Regions from separate parts of the Ovis aries genome. Here region 1 is linked to region 2. The links are chromatin contacts, called in public Hi-C maps. All regions are on one chromosome and are shown on one strand. Each heading gives the region's core, a stretch centred on a gene start, on an enhancer-like site or on the middle of the called end of the contact. The rest is flanking DNA. Distances are from core to core; before and after follow the strand shown. Region 1 holds the start of RNASEH2C (ribonuclease H2 subunit C). Region 2 holds the start of SCYL1 (SCY1 like pseudokinase 1).

Region 1 (4,925 bases), core at 1,340-3,839, 180 kb after region 2:
CCCACTTTTCTCCTCACATACCCAGTGTGGTAGGACCGAGGAAAACTGGAGGCACTTTCTTTCCACAAGCCATTCTCTGCACTTCCCCGTCCCACCTGTAAGCCCTTGCTGGCTCCTGGTTGACTGTAGCTTCAGCACACAGCTGAAGAGTAGGCGTGCTAGTCCTTTAGAGCAAACTAAGGCACTGAACAGACAAGCCACATACCCAGACCACAGAACCACCACGTGGCAGGCCCAAGACGGGGCCATGCAGTCTGCCCGATCGCCTGCGTTCTTAAGACACTAGTGGCATAATACTGTGATCGTTTATCCACCTCCTCCTGCTCCATTGCTTTAGGCTATGAACTCTCCAAAGTGGAAGGGAAAACGGGGACCCCTGAGAAGCCCCTCTCGGACCTTGGCCTCCTGTCCTACCGAAGCTACTGGTCCCAGACCATCCTGGAGATCTTGATGGGGTTGAAGTCAGAGAGCGGGGAGAGGCCACAGATCACCATCAAGTGAGCCTGGCCCTGCCTACCCCGGGGTGCATGGCATGACCTTCTGTTCCCGGGCTTTCTCAATCCTTGGGCTACTGGGGCCTGGGCAGAGATGGAGGCCCCCAGGGGACCTGATCTTTGCCCTCCCACAGTGAGATCAGTGAAATCACCAGCATCAAGAAGGAGGATGTCATATCCACTCTACAGTACCTCAACCTCATCAACTACTACAAGGTAGGGAGGCAGGCAGGGGGAGACAGGTGTGTGCAGGGATCCCGAGTACAGGCCCGCCTGAGCTGACCTGCCTGGCCCCATCTCCCGTCCAGGGCCAGTATATCCTCACCCTGTCGGAGGACATCGTGGATGGGCACGAACGGGCTATGCTCAAACGGCTTCTTCGGATCGACTCCAAGTGTCTGCACTTCACTCCCAAGGACTGGAGCAAGAGGGGAAAGTGGTGACCGGACGCTGCCCGGGGAATGCCAGCAAAGGCAGCAGAACTGAAGCTGGCAGCCATCTCGCCCCCAGCAGGGTCTCCAAGAGGCACACCAAGGGAGACAGGGCTGAGGACCACTCCAAAAGGAGAGGACGGGCCTGGTCAAGGCTAGCTGGTGCCCAGCACCAAGGCGAGCTCAGGGCTCATGGCAACTCCACGGTCAGCTGGCTGCAGGCCCAGGCCTGCTGTGAACCAGGGACCAGAGGGAGCCAGGCAGCTGTGTATATAGTAAGAGGGGTGGGTGGGGTGCCTTGTACAGAGGACTGACGGCTGTACAAATTTCTTTTGTAAAGTAGGAGCTGGGGTGTGGTGGGTACTGGTTGCAAAATTATGGCCTCTTCTGCCCCATTGCCCCCTGGCAATAAATTGTTCCTAGAGGTCAGAGCTATGGAAGGTTCTGTGGGAGAAGGGGCAGTGTTGGCAAACTCACAGGTTCTGTGAAAAGCTCCTTTATTGGGTGAAGGACTCTGGCTTCACACTGGGGTGAGGGGTTCGGTGGCTTTCAATGTCAAGCTCTGGTTCTCAGTCTTCGGGTACCTGTGCGTGAATCTGCAACAGGAATCACCTCTACTATTGGATTTCTGCAGTATAGTGACTGGGTGGCCCAGATATTCAGAATCATAGCCCTTCTAGAAGGCCAGAGAAGAGTGCTGGGGAAGCCATGCTGTCCCTACCCAGTCTAATCCTCCAGTCAGACTGGGTCTCCATCTGCCCCATTGTTCGCCCCAGCCCCAAATTCACTCAGGCTGGGGTGGGGCCGGGGGTGGGGGGGGGTGGGTTCGGTGTTAGATAAAGCCTGGGAGGGAGAGGGCCCATCCATCTACTCACCGCTGCAGCGAGGCTGGGCCAGCTTAGGGCCCCACGCAGTTTGGCATCCGGACCAGGGATAGATTCCAGGCCCCACACGGTGAAGCTGCTGAAGCTGGCTGTGGCTCCCATAAAGCGGTCCTGGGGGCCGGGAAGGGGCCCTGGCTCAGCATCCGGGCTGCGGTTCCCACCCGGGCTCCCTTCCAACCCTATCCCCCAGTGCTCACGCAGTCCCGCTCCAGCGCCTCGGGGGGTTCCTCCAGTTCCTGCTCTTCTCGCTCGTGGTCATCCTGCTTCACCACCAACACTTCTGCCTTCTCTTCTGTCATCACATATCCCACGAAGTCGGGCGGCACCACCACCTCCTCGCCACGTAGACTACGGCCCCTAAACGACGCTTCCAGTCCTGGAGGAGGCAGAAGCAGGGAGGGCCTCTGAGGGTCTGACCCAGGCCTAAGGGAGCAAGCCCGGTGGCGGTCCGCCCGCCGCCTCCGGTGGACCACGATCCCCAGGAGGCCTGGCGGCGTTCCTCGCGGAGGAGAGCGCGATGCTGGCGCGGGGGCCGCCGGGAGCCGTAGTCCGGCCGCGAGGGCTCACCGTCGGAACCCAGGCGGATGGCTGGGGTGAAGAAGCGCCCCACCGGCGTGGGCCGGTTAACCGGGACCTCGCAGGGCAGAAGGTGCAGCGAGGCGGGGGCGGGATCGCGCAGTGTATCAGGGCGCAGGTGGACGCGGCGTTTGTCGATGGTCTCCTCGTAGCTGTTCTCCATAGTCCGTCACTACTCTGCAGCTCGCAGGCTGAGGCCAAAGCTGGCGCGCAAAGCGCGCGGAGCCTGTCGGGGGCGGTCGGCGCAGAGCCTCGTGGGAAGCGTAGTTCTTCTCTGAGGCGCTTCTCCAAGCCTGCCTCCCGGCGTTCCAGTCCCAGGGTTTTTTCCTTGAATTCCTCGGCCCACCCTCCGCCCCCGAAATACATTCTTACTGTAAAAAATTAAAACGGTATCTAAGAGTACACTTTTAACATTGATTAGTACAAAGTGTTGTGCTTTGTTTGTGGTGTAACACACACCACAAAGAAGGGATATCAGCCCTTCTTCACATGTGAAGATATTTTATCCTAGTTTGTCTTCCAAACCTGTATATTGGTCATTTTTATTACAGAGAAGACTTTTATTTATTTTGTAGTCACATATTCAATGTATCTGCCTTTTCTTTTCAGTCACAGTACTCTTTCCTTGTTCATTTCTTAAGGTTAGTCGCACAGTCGTGTCCGACTCTGCGATACCAAGGACTGTGGCCCGCCAGGCTCCTCTGTCCATGGAATTCTCCAGCAAGAGTACTGGAGGGGGTTGCCATTTCCTTCTGCAGGGGATCTTCCCGCCCCAGGGATCTAACCCGAGCCTCCTGCATTGCAGGCAGATTCTTTACCAACTGAGCTACTAACACTTCTCTAATGTTAATGTGTCCGGATACCCAACTTAGATTTTGACAAGTACTCTCATAAAACGAACTCCTACAAAACTGGTTATTAAGACTGAAATTGCGTTTAATTTATAGATTTGAGAAAGAGAAAAACATCCTTAGATTTCCAAGATCTGGCTTTGGTGGTCTGTTGAACAGGAACAATTTCATAGAATATCTGAGGAGGTCACTCTGTGATGTGAGTTATGAAAACAAAAGGAAGATCATTTCATACTCACCTGAACACTGACAAAAACACAAATATTGTCCAAAACACAAATAATGAGAATTCTTCTATCTTGGATAATATAGTGACTGTTGCTACTTTACCAATTATAGCGTCAGCCTCCGTATAGATAATGTTTGTTAACATATCCCATCGTAGAAATACTCCCACTCTCTGAAGGCATCCAATCCAAAGAAAAGTCCCACTTCCTTAAACGCTCCCTCAAATTCCCTAAAACACAAGTTCAAATCCTAGAAATCCTTCCTGTTGTTTTTCAGTTGCTAAGTCGTGTCCCACTCTTTGCAACTGCATGGACTGCAGCATACCAGGCTTCCCGGTCCTTCAGTATCTCCTGGAGTTTGCTCAAACTCATGTCCCTTGAGTTGGTGATGCCATTCAACCACCTCATCCTCTGTCGCCCACTTCTCTTCCTGCCCTCAGTCTTTCCCAGCATCAGGGTCTTTTTCAATGAGTCAGCTCTTTACATCAGGTAGCCAAAGTATTGGATCTGTCACGCGAGTGTGTGTTCCTCGATTCTTTGTCTCGTCACAACAAAGATTTGGAGTGACGGACATTAAAGCCCCCTCGGCGTGTCACAGCTCTCAGGTCTTGGATAGACCATGTTATAGCTCTCAGGTCTCTAATGGACCATGTTATAGCTCTTAGACAAATCAGTGTTACAGCTCTATTTTATTTAGAAGATAGCAGGAAAATCCATCTTTGAGGCGTGAGGGCACGTGGATCTAAAGACATGAGGAGAAGAGCGCCCCAGCTAGCGGGAGAGAGCGAGCTAGCTTTGGCTTTTCTGTTTATATGTTTATCTCTCCCTAGGCCTGTCCTATGTAAATTGGGCCAGCCGGGAGTGTTGTTTGTTTTACCTGAGGTCCTCACTCCAGTCCTCAGATCTTCTTTTGTTTCATTTTCGAGGGCTTTTCCCTTCCTTGTCTTGTAGCCACCGCCATTTTGGACTCCTTTTCCCTGTTTTACCTACCTAACAGATCTCCATAGTGGCTATACTAGTTTGCATGCCCACCAACAGTGTAAGAGGGCTCCCTTTTCTCTGCACCCTCTTCAGCATTTATTGTTTGTAGATTTTTTGATAGCAGCCATTCTGACCGGCTCGAGATGGTACCTCATTGTGGTTTTGATTTGCATTTCTCTGATTCTTACATATTAATTTTTTAAACATATATCTAGAATTTTTTAATTTTTCCTAATAGTTTTCTTTTCTTTCTTGGGTCTTCCAGAATTAATCATCTCACTTTCAAATAATGATCATGATCATTTTACTCCCTCATTACCTCACATGTTTTCTTTTCTAGCACATCAACAGACATCTTTTCCTTTTTCCTGACATTTTCATGGGAATTTCACCAATACTCATGAAGTTGCTTTTCAACTTGTTTATATATATCTTGTTAAAGCTGTACTACTAAGGTTTTTTTTTTTTAATCAGTTGTTTT
Region 2 (4,208 bases), core at 422-2,921:
CCCACAACGTTGCCAAGTCCATATTCACAATGTTGTCACCATCTTCCCAGGGAAGTCAGAAGACTCTCTAGTTGACATTTCTATTCTGCCTCAAGCAGCCAGCACTGTGTCTGATCATCCCTCTGAGTGCCCTGCACAAGTAGTTGGATGAGAAAAAGGACAAGACTCTGCTGAGCAGCTGCTCTGTGTCAGGTAAGGCACCCCAGTTTATAGATGGGGGAACTGAGGCTCCCAGATAATGTGAGTTCCCACAGGCAGTGATGGGGGCTGGGCCAGGATTTGAACCCAGGAAGTGGCAATCCACTCCAGTACTCTTGCTTGGAGAATTCCATAGACAGTGGAAGCTGGTGGGCTACAGTCCATGGGTTCACAAAGAGTCATACATGACTAAGTGACTAATTTTGATCAGGTTTTTTTTTTTTTTAATCTACTGATTTTAAGGGGCGTGTCCCTGGTGGCTCAGAGGGTAAAGAATTTGCCCACAATGCAGGAGACCTGGGTTCAATCCCTGGGTTGGGAAGATCCCCTGGAGAAGAGATGGCAACCCACTCCAGTATTCTTGCCTGGAGAATTCCATGGACAGAGGAGCCAGGCAGGCTATAGTCCACGGGGTCGTAAAGAATTGAACACGACTTAGCATCTGAGCAACAATAACTACTGACTTTGGCATCCCTTCCCCTTGAATCTGCTCTCAAGGGTATCCCAACCAGACATTTCATAATCAATCTCAGAACGCTTATCCAGGCTCCATAGGGTGTGGCTGTGGGTCTTTCCCCAACCTTGAGTCCCCTGAGACCTTACCTTTGGAGGAGCCCCTTGCCAGCCCAGTCACTCTTGGACATTGGACTCTGTCCAGCTAAGGGGCCAGGTCTCCATCAGTGTGAAAGGCATTTGAGCTGCTGACAGACCCTCTCTGCACAGACACTGGGGGACCTCGAGGCGATGCTGGCCCTAGAGACAGAGAGCCAAGTCTGCTGGGCTCAAGGGAGCAGGGGGCCCTCTTGACCCCTTGGCTTCCTCTGGACTTGCTGGGCTGTTCCTCCTCTACCCTTCTTCTTTCCTAGGTTCACTGCCTTTTCCCTCCCCCAGGCTCCCTCCCTTGTCCCAGGATTCCTAGACCTTCCCAGGACCTTTACTTCACTCTCTGCTCCCCAACCACGCTCCTTTTCAGAGGTCCTGCTTCCTTATGCCTCTCTCCCCTGGTCACTCCATCATTCCACCAACACGATGCCTCACTGGATTCTAGAGGTGCCCACCGGGAGGTGGGTGCGAGAGTCTGGCTTGGGGACAGTCGCCCTCCCCAAGTTTTTCCCGACTAAACACTGCATCCTTTCGTATCTGTCTGTCTATCGACTTGCTCTTCCATTTGTCTATCTCTCTGATTCCTTGCCTCGGTTTCCCTATCCTGTTTCTTCTCGAGGTCTCATCCTTATATAACGCTGGGAGGTGGACTCTATTACCATCCACATTTTAGATATAAGGACACGGAGGGGCTGAGAGTTTAGGTGACCTGCCAGGGCGGCAGACCGGGTAATTGGCTGCGCCCGACCAGTTGCGCCGAAGGTTGGTCTCCTGGTCACCCTCCGCCTCCTACTCCGCCCACCGACCACGCCCACCAACCCAAAGCCCCGCCTCATCCGGTTATGCCCCGCCCTCGCTCCGCCCCGCCCCGGCTCGGGCTGCCGGAGGACCCGGAGCTGAGGCACCCGAGGCCGCCGCGGCGGCGGGGACGATGTGGTTCTTTGCCCGGGACCCGGTCCGGGATTTCCCGTTCGAGCTCAGCCCGGAACCCCCCGAAGGCAGCCCGCCGGGACCCTGGGTCCTGCACCGCGGCCGCAAGAAGGTGAGAGCGGCCCAGCTCTGCAGGCCGCGGCCGACCTCGGTCTCGCCTAGCCAGCGCCGCCGGCTCCTCCGTGTCGCGCCCGCCTGACGTGGCTGCGGAGCTTCTAGGACTACGGGCCGAGGGAGGGGGACGGGCAGTGTCGACGTGGCGGGCGGAAGGACCGAGGGACCCACAGGCGGACCCAACCAGGGTTACGTGGGCCGGGTTCAATCTCCAAGGGCTGACTTGGGGAGAGACCCGGCCGGCGGCCCTTCCCTTCCGGCACTGAACCAGCTCCGGGGACTATCTCGGAGGTGGAGTGGTCAGCAACCTGAGGCCACAACCTGAGGCCCCTCTGCCCTCCCCCAGGCCACAGGGAGCCCGGTGTCCATCTTCGTGTATGACGTGAAGCCCGGTGCCGAAGAGCAGACCCAGGTGGCCAAAGCTGCCTTCAAGCGCCTCAAAACTCTCCGGCACCCCAATATCCTTGCCTACATTGATGGGCTGGAGGTACCTACCAGCTGCTCAGGCTACCCCACCTCTGTCCCTCACTTTCTCCCAGTCCTGTTTTCTGTCTTCCTGTGGATTTCCAACCCTTCTGCGCCAGCGCCCCCCCCACCCCAGATTTGACTTCCCCTTCTCTGCCCCTATCCCCATCATGTCTCTCATCGCTTCTTCCTCACCCCCATCCCTCCCTGATACCCTGTGTTCTCTTCTTCAGACAGACAAATGCCTCCACGTAGTGACAGAGGCTGTGACCCCGCTGGGAGTATACCTCAAGGCTCGAGCGGAGGCTGGTGGCCTGAAGGAGCTGGAGCTCTCCTGGGGGCTACACCAGATTGTGGTGAGGTGGGGGGGCAGTGGGGATGAGAGCAGGGGTAGAGGGGGCTGCAGCTACTGGACTGTGATGGATCCTTCTGCCCCTAGAAAGCCCTCAGCTTCCTGGTCAACGACTGCAGCCTCATCCACAACAATGTCTGCATGGCCGCTGTGTTCGTGGACCGCGCTGGCGAGTGGAAGCTTGGGGGCCTGGACTACATGTATTCAGCCCAGGGCAATGGTGGGGGACCTCCCCGCAAGGGGATCCCTGAGCTTGAGCAGTATGATCCCCCGGAGTTGGCTGATGGTAGTGGCAGAGCGGTCAGAGAGAAATGGTGGGTGACTAGGGGGAGTATGCCCCATCCTGCCCTATTCTGAAAGCCTCCTGTAGTCTCAGGACCCCTAGACTAGCTGGCATTGCCTCCATCCCCTCCTGCTTGGCTGGGGAGGGAACCAGGGTCCTCAGGGTGGAGCCCACTCCTCGCTCCCAGGATCCTGAGGGAGGAAGGGCAGGATAAGCACAGGCTTTGGGGTTAGGTGGTTCAGAATTTGAATGTTATGTCACTTGGGATGGATGTCCTTGTTTCTCTGAGCCTCAGTTTCCTGATCTGTCAATTGGGGCTAATGAAACCTGCTTCTTGAGGCTGATGGGATGATCAGCTAAGGAACACAGCCCAGGGTTTGCCATGCAGTGAGTGCCTGGTGCGCAGGGTAGGTTGGAGGCGTATGCTGGCAGGTGGCAGAGTCTTGAGCAGCTCTGGTCACTGCCTCAGGTCAGCTGACATGTGGCGTTTGGGCTGCCTCATCTGGGAAGTCTTCAATGGGTCCCTACCTCGAGCGGCAGCCCTGCGAAACCCTGGGAAGGTGAGTGTCCGACCCCACCTGCACCCCAGCCCCTCTCCCTCAGCCAACCAGCCACTGCTCTGACCCTGACACTTCTCCCGCAGATCCCCAAATCACTGGTGCCCCATTATTGCGAACTGGTCGGAGCCAACCCCAAGGTGCGTCCCAACCCAGCCCGCTTCCTGCAGAACTGCCGGGCGCCCGGTGGCTTCATGAACAACCGCTTCGTGGAGACCAACCTCTTCCTGGAAGAGATTCAGGTGAGCCCCTTGCCCTACCCTGGGCTCTGGCCCTACATTCCTCACCTCTGTGCACCTCCCCACTTTACAGGCTCCTTGATAATTAGACCCTTGGAGACAAGCACAGATGATGGAGCTAGGCTCTTTGGGTTCATACCCTGGCTCCAACTATTGCTTATTTAAAATACTTATCTATTTATTTGTATCTTGCGGATCTTCCATCTTCATTGTGGCATGCCAGATCTTTAGTTGTGGCATGTGGGATCTAGTTCCCTGACCAGGGATCAAACTCTGGCCCCCTGCACTGGGAGCTCAGAGTCTTAGCTACTGGACCCTCAGGAAAGTCCCTCTAGTTATTATTTATGTGCGACTTTCCTCGGCTGAAGTTCAGTCCTATTAATAGTACCTGCTTCAGAGGAGCAGGGTGAGGAGTCAGTGAGTCTGAAGTGCACAGTACAGTGTCTGGCACATAGTGGGTGTTTTGT

What was found. Hi-C and Micro-C count contacts between places; a contact is called where the count stands out from the background.
Region 1: a Hi-C map of tail adipose tissue shows a contact between it and region 2, with 2.3 times the contacts expected there. The contact joins the promoter of RNASEH2C here to the promoter of SCYL1 in region 2. A contact is called at or near these places in 2 of 16 Hi-C or Micro-C datasets (omental adipose tissue and tail adipose tissue).

What each region holds. Positions count from the first base shown.
Region 1 is chr21:40,325,551-40,330,475 of ARS-UI_Ramb_v3.0, forward strand. It overlaps RNASEH2C (ribonuclease H2 subunit C), which reads right to left and starts at 2,590. Exons shown (of 3, transcript XM_060404316.1): 1 at 2,377-2,590; 2 at 2,007-2,185; 3 at 1,406-1,920. The coding sequence starts at 2,548. The coding sequence ends at 1,714. It overlaps KAT5 (lysine acetyltransferase 5), which reads left to right. Exons shown (of 13, transcript XM_027959359.3): 11 at 338-497; 12 at 629-710; 13 at 803-1,354. The coding sequence ends at 937.
Region 2 is chr21:40,147,526-40,151,733 of ARS-UI_Ramb_v3.0, forward strand. SCYL1 (SCY1 like pseudokinase 1) reads left to right here and starts at 1,672. Exons shown (of 18, transcript XM_027959862.2): 1 at 1,672-1,843; 2 at 2,192-2,332; 3 at 2,544-2,666; 4 at 2,750-2,976; 5 at 3,415-3,505; 6 at 3,589-3,744. The coding sequence starts at 1,733.